Regions from separate parts of the Anas platyrhynchos genome. Here region 1 is linked to region 2. A link is a contact called in public Hi-C data. All regions are on one chromosome and are shown on one strand. The core of a region is the stretch at or near the end of the contact, and the rest is flanking DNA. Distances in the headings are between cores, read along the strand shown. Region 1 overlaps KAT6A (lysine acetyltransferase 6A). Region 2 overlaps VDAC3 (voltage dependent anion channel 3).

Evidence for each region. A called contact is a pair of places that touch in the nucleus more often than the background predicts.
Region 1: a Hi-C map of skeletal muscle shows a contact between it and region 2, with 2.0 times the contacts expected there. The contact joins two enhancer-like sites. A contact is called at or near these places in 2 of 8 Hi-C or Micro-C datasets (liver and skeletal muscle).

What each region holds. Positions count from the first base shown.
Region 1 is chr23:204,947-208,114 of IASCAAS_PekinDuck_T2T, reverse strand. It overlaps KAT6A (lysine acetyltransferase 6A), which reads right to left. Exons shown (of 18, transcript XM_027443577.3): 18 at 1-2,544. Among named protein-coding and RNA genes, the nearest start is that of ANK1, 4.6 kb to the left of the region's middle. Within about 2 kb of position 1,429, at least 1 of the 8 cell types and tissues checked has an H3K27ac peak or open chromatin away from gene starts, as enhancers often do.
Region 2 is chr23:125,921-129,325 of IASCAAS_PekinDuck_T2T, reverse strand. It overlaps VDAC3 (voltage dependent anion channel 3), which reads right to left. Exons shown (of 9, transcript XM_027443586.3): 6 at 2,471-2,698; 7 at 1,462-1,612; 8 at 501-558; 9 at 1-247. The coding sequence ends at 156. Among named protein-coding and RNA genes, the nearest start is that of VDAC3, 8.5 kb to the right of the region's middle. Within about 2 kb of position 2,090, at least 1 of the 8 cell types and tissues checked has an H3K27ac peak or open chromatin away from gene starts, as enhancers often do.

The sequences.
Region 1 (3,168 bases), core at 180-2,679, 79 kb before region 2:
CTGCAGCATTCATGTAGCTGTGATGGGAGGGGCCAGTGTACATCATGTTCCCATGAGGATTTGGCTGCATAGGCTGCTGGGTATAGGCCTGGCTCCCCATCATTCCCATCTGCATCTGCATAGGATACTGTGCTGTCTGGTTCATGTAGGCAGGGTTACTATGGTAACTGCTGTTCATCATGGGCTGTGTCATCCTGTAGCTGTTCATGGCGTTCAGGGTGTTCATATTCATGGAGTTAACATTGTACGGGGTGGTTGGCATGAGGTTGACCCCCATGTTCATACCCCGCTGAACAGCCAATGTACGAGGGCCGGCCTGCATGGCGACTGCGGGTGGGCTGCGGCCGTAGAGCTGCTGCTGGTGTGCACTCGCAGAGGGCAGCGGCGCTGATTTAGAGCGGATGGAAATGTGCCCCTTGACCGGCATCTGCCCCTGCAACCTCTGCGTGTGTGGAATGCCAATATTGGTAGCAGACATGTTACACTGAAGCAGAGGTGACGTGAGGTTCATGGTGGTAGACGCCAAGTTCGGTGGGGGTGTCATGGTGGCTTGTGCTTGTGGTGTGCCTGCTAATGGGTGAGAGGGAGCGAGCTGAGCCAGTCCTGTGTTGGACAGAGAAACACTGGTTGCATAGGAAGTCACAGCAGGAGAATGGCTATAAGGCATGGCATGAGGGTCCATAATGGTGTTCGTCAGCTGCTGCAACTTGGCTAAACTGAACGTGGCTGATGGTTGTGAATAGCTCCCAGCCCCAAAATCCCCTGGAATCCTCTCATAAATGCTTATGTTACCAGTGCTTCCTGATTCAGGTATTTCCATGATCATAGGTGCTGGGGTGAAGCTGTTGTTCATGCTGCACTGAGACAGTGGAGGTTGCTGCTGGGGTGGAGGCGGGGGCTGTGGCTGCTGTGACTGAGGCTGCTGCTGTTGTGGCTGCGGTGCTGGTTGCTGGTTACTTGGAGGCCTTTCTACGACACAGCTCTGAGGTGACTTGATATTGCAGTTAGCTGCAGGCTGGACAGTGCTTTGCTGCATCATGCTGCAACTGCTGCCAATGTTTGCCATTTGCTGAGTGACAACACAACTATTCTGAGTGAGGCTGCTAGAAGAGGACAGGCCCCCATAGGAACAGCTGCTCTGGGAAGAGTTATTTCCACAAATGCTGCCTCCCATAGTAGAGTCATAGCTGCTCGGGTTTTCATAATTTTCTGTAGTGCTCTCAATGCTGCCAAGGTCACTGAAGCCACTATCCACCACCTGCTGAGAGTGGTCCGATACTGAAGGCACATCCATCATGGGGCTGGTCTCCATGTTCTGCATAGAGGGTGCGGACAGGGATCCTTGTTCAGGGCTTATCTGGGTGTAGCTGCTCTCCAGAGCAGGCACATTTGGGCTGCTGACAGAACGTACAGACTGGCTGGGGTGGGACTGAACAGAGGATATTGGACTGTTGTGTTCTGAGGCCTGGCAATCTTCAACCATTGATATCTGAGGATCCTCCTCAGTCTGGGTATAACTCTGCAGAGTCTGACAAGCTGCAAGAGTTTCTTCACAGTCCTGGTAAGCTACATCATGCTCATTGCTTTCCTCCTGTGTCAAGGACTGGACTGCTTGAACAGTTTCAAGATCTAGTTCGCTATGAGGAATCTCTTCCTCTTCCTTTAATTCAATTAATCCTTCTTTGTTACTTTGCTCTTCTTCGTGATCATCCTCAGACCCAGGGACATGCTCTGAGCCCACTGATGTTTCATTGGAAGCCTGCTCTTCCTCAGAATCTGCCTCTGCTTCATCTTTTCCTTTTGCATCTTCTCTACTGTTTTGCATGTCTGCTTCTAAAAAACATTCCTGCACATCGGGCTCCTCCTTCACGCCTTCTCTGGCAGGCTGTTCCTCCAATTCTTTTTTCTTCATAGACTCCAGATGACCATCATCTTCATCATCAGCATCATGGTCTTCATTTTGATTTGTCACAACTGCAATTTCATCTTCTTCTTCATGGTCATGCTCAGGTTCATCTAGTTCTTGCTGCTCTTCTTCTGATTGCCTTTGCTCTTCTAATACCCTTGGCTTCTCCTCTACCTCCTCTTCTATCTCAGGCTCTTTAACTTCTGGCACTGGACTGCTGCTGCTGTCCACAGGAGAAACTGCTCTTACTTCACTGCTGGCTGTATCTTCCTCTTCTCCCTCTCCTACCTCTTCTGCTTCCATATTCACATCTTCCTCTTTCCTTTCCTCAGTTAGAGGTAGCTCTTCTTTCTGCTCAACACCTTCCTCTTCATCTGAAATTTTGGGCTTACGCCCTGGTTTTGAATTACCTACCACTGCATCAGCTCCCTCACCCTGAACTGACGATGGCACTTTTTCCCGGTTCAGTTTAAAACCCGGTTTTCGACCAGGTCTCTTCTTCCAGTGGATTGGTTTTCGGCTCTTGCCTTTTGGCCATCCCTTCTTCTTTTTCATGGGTGTAGAAGTATCTGGTTCAAGTGAACAATCCTTTGCTTCACATTTTCTCAGCATAGATAATGGTTTCAAAGTTGGGGTACCTGAAAACACAAATGGAAAGACACTGTTCAAACATTTTGTTTTACCCGAGCACTCACAGAAGCTTTCCCAAGTATTCCATTATGATTATCAACTTCATACATCAATAATAGCGTAGTGATTTATTGTGAAGGGAGCAAGAAGGATCAAAGTCTACTCATCAGCAGTCACACAGAACATTACATTTTCAAAGAACACCGATGATTTCAAGATTTTGTATGGTCAAAGCTCTTAACCTTCAATGTATAAATCAATGAAGCACTAGTCTATATAATAAAATCCTGGACAGACTCACCACTCTTTAAAGATTTTATTTATACAATATGCTTACAAATGAAAATGTTCCAGTGTAGCACTAGATGTTACAATAACACTGTATTTCCATTTAGATCTGTATTTTGTGCCTCTGCTGAAGAAAGTACTTCTGCTTTGTCATGGCTTATGTTTTTGAACGTCCATAATGTCAATAGAAATATACAGGTGACTGAATTTGCCTGGATTTTTTTTTTTATCCTGAGAAAACAATTAAGGAAGCTGAATTTCACTCTCATCTGACTTTCATTTGATGAAGCAATTTCTGCATTTCAGTGGCTTTCTAAATATGAAAATAGGTTCACGGCCTATAC
Region 2 (3,405 bases), core at 841-3,340:
CTCGCTGGACTTCAAGGGTGGGTTAAAAGCATTCTTTGGAAGAGTAGAAAGTTCACACGGCTGGAGATTTCAGAGTAATGTTAAGGCCAAAACACACTGGGTATGCTTTTCCTTCTTCTTCCAGAGCACCATTTGTTGTTTTACTTAAAACTGCATTAAGCTTCTAACTCAAATCCCAGCCCAACTTTGTGACCTCCAGCACTGAAATTCTTGCCATCAATCAAGCCTGAGAGAGTCAACTTTATACCTAGAAAAGCAAGGAAGGAGAGTCTTCATACAATAATGTCCCAGTATAACACCTTCTCACCAAGTACCTGAGTCTGAGTCTTAGTGTGTGTCTTCTTTGTTATAGGAGCTTATGTGCATACACAGCCTTTACTTCTATATTACCTGTGTAAGATTTCTATTTTTTTTTTCCTCCTATTCTGTTGTAGAGATGATAGTAAAATAACCCACAATGTAGTAACCAGTAGGATTTGCTACTAGTTGGGCTTACATACCAGGTCGAAGGGTGTGAGCATAACCGATTCCAATCAGGCTGGCATTATTCACTTTAGCCTACAGGAAAAAAAAAATCACTGCCATGCACAAATACTCAAAAAGTTGCTCTAGTGCCCTGTTCGTTCTTTCAGCTACTTGTAGATTGATCTCTAGCTGTGGTGTATTCTAGTCTTTTCCCCTTCAAGTTTCCAGTATACCAAATTTTCACTATGTTCCTCCACTTTACCTTCAACCTGGAACAGGCACAAGAAATAGGTCCCATCTTATCTTCAGATTGTGGTATACTACACCTATATCAAGTCCCACCCTATTTTTTCTAAGGAATGAGCAAAAAAATTATGTGTATGCAAACTTATCTTTTACTAAGTTTTGAGCTGTTTACAATAGCATTTCCTATTTTTAATTCTGGCTGAATTATCCTGGAACTAATTCTTGTTTTAAGGCTTAACAAATGCTTGCTACCTAAGTGCTTAGTGTTGCTATGTATGCAGTTACTTTCATTCATGTTGCTTTTTGCCCCTAACATTTCTGCAAGACTTGGTAAGTGTCAGTAAGGGCACTTAGCTCATAACCATGACTGACTTTCAAGAGCTACATAACTCAGTGTTAGGAGAGGGCTGTAAGCTCAACTGAACTGTCACCTTACTGCAGTAGTTTTGTCTAATTCTTACCCAATCCACAATGTAGAAAAATATTTCATGCTCATATTACCTTTTCAAAACACATTTTGCATAGGCTTCAGGCACAATAGACAGACTAACAACTATTTCAGCACAGATGAAACATCTTTTTTAAAGATGTTTCACACATATGACTTGTAGTCCTTGTGGTTTAAACCACAACAGTTTGCTATCTCCCATACTTTCTCAGTAACTATTTGGAACAACTATTTTACATCACTATTTTTTAGCATTTATTGGAGCTTGAAATACTTGTTCCTTTAAAAAAAAAACAACTTACCACAATGGAAGTCTTCTCATCCAGTTGGTACTTAGCAGCAATACCAAATCGTGTGTTGTTACTGCCAGCAGTCCATGCAAGATTGACTGATGTCTCAACCTTATTATTAACTTTCTGATAAATAGACCCACCAAACTCAGTGCCATCATTCCTGTTTGTAAGAGATGCAAGTGTCAGTAAATAGCAACCCTTGAGATTATCCCTTCCTTTCCCATCATCATTTGATCATTATCTCAAAATGAACCAAGGTGTCCAGTGGACCCATGGTCATAGAATTCCTAGCTGGAGCTCACAGCTGTTCTGATGTTTACTCATAACAAGGGTATTGTTTGCTTAACTGACCACAGCTGACCAGTAGCCAAGACACAATGTTTGAGATTCTGACAGAAAACAAACTTTACTTGTCTTAAGGAGAAAAGCCTCTGATAATGTATAAAGGGACAAACCTAGAAGGAGATTTAAGGCAGTTATGGGAATGATGAGACTGAAAACAAAGTTATTGCATGGCAGTTGTTTAAATATAAAAAGTTCAAAGACTCTCAAAGCATCTGAATGCAAAGGCTAGAGCTACACTAAGGTGACAGCTGGAAACAAGAATTATGCAACACACACCTCTCTCCTCAACCCTGGGCATTTCTGAGCCAGAAACTCTCTCTTTGGTGAGGGAAAGGGTAAGATAGCTTAACTGAAGACTCTTATCTATTGCCAAAATAGAAGTTGAAGTTTACCAACTTTAATTCCAAACTAATGGTGTGAAGTGCCTTTATGCCATTATCTTGTGTACACAAAACCAAGATGACCCTGAAACACAGTCTCAACAGACAACAAAAAGTTGAGAAGTTGCCTCTGCTTTAATTGTACTGAAGATGAAAACATGGTGTGAATTATTTTTGAACTAAATCAGCATCCTCCCTCCTTCCTACCACATTTTACCTAGCTCAGTTAATTCTCACTATTAATCTAGCTTGGATCTTCTGATAATTTTCTCTAGGCTCAGATTAATACTTACACATTAGTGTGCAGCTGGAAGTCTCCTGCCTTATATCCCAAGGCAAAGTTGTTTTGCGAAAGCTTAGATTTTGCCGTATCAAAAGCCATCTGATAGCCAGCAAGCCAGCCTTCATAGCCCAGCACTGCCCAGCCATAGATGGTTGGTCCAGAGAGATCAATGTCTATATTGCAGCCTAGATTTAGATATTCTCTTTTGTAGGAGGTCTTCAACTTTCCACTCTTCTTCCTGCAGAGAAACATTTAATTTTATCCCTTGTGGTCTATATTATAGGTAGTTTTAATCCTGTATGTATGTTCTTTAGGGCCAGTGCATTAAATGACTGTAATGCCTACTCAAAACTTAAAATCACCACAACTGCTGAAGAGCACATGGGATGAGGGTAACACTGATGTTACATGTGTTTGGTGGTGCTACTTCCAACATTTTCAACGTCCTTAAAATCCTTGAGAAGTTATAAAGGCATCAATCTTTTTGCTTATTACTCAAAACATATCAGGTTTCAAATTCTGTTCACCGCAAATAGTTGCAATATGTTATGGCACCATCAATTTCTTTCAGCAGCATCTGCGACATCCCACAGTGATAGCTGCTCTTTTTGTCCTTTAATGATTTTTTTGGCTGCTCAGTTCTCTCCACTGTTCCTTTGTGTGCACTGCCTACTCTCCTTCCTCCTTCACTGCTGGATACCACACTCCCTTACTGAGAAGGAATTTTCCTCATCCCCCATGTATCATCCATTTAGTCTGTCTTCCAAAGAAGCCTGTTCCTCTCTCACCAATGTGTCTTTCTGCTCCTTTTGCTACCGATTCAAAGTTAACTGCAACAGAATTTTATCACCTCCATCATCCTCTCCCCAGCCTCCTTTATCTTTGAAGATACAGCAGGACACCGTGCTGGCCATCACTCATACCCAGGCCTGGAGGCTACTTTTT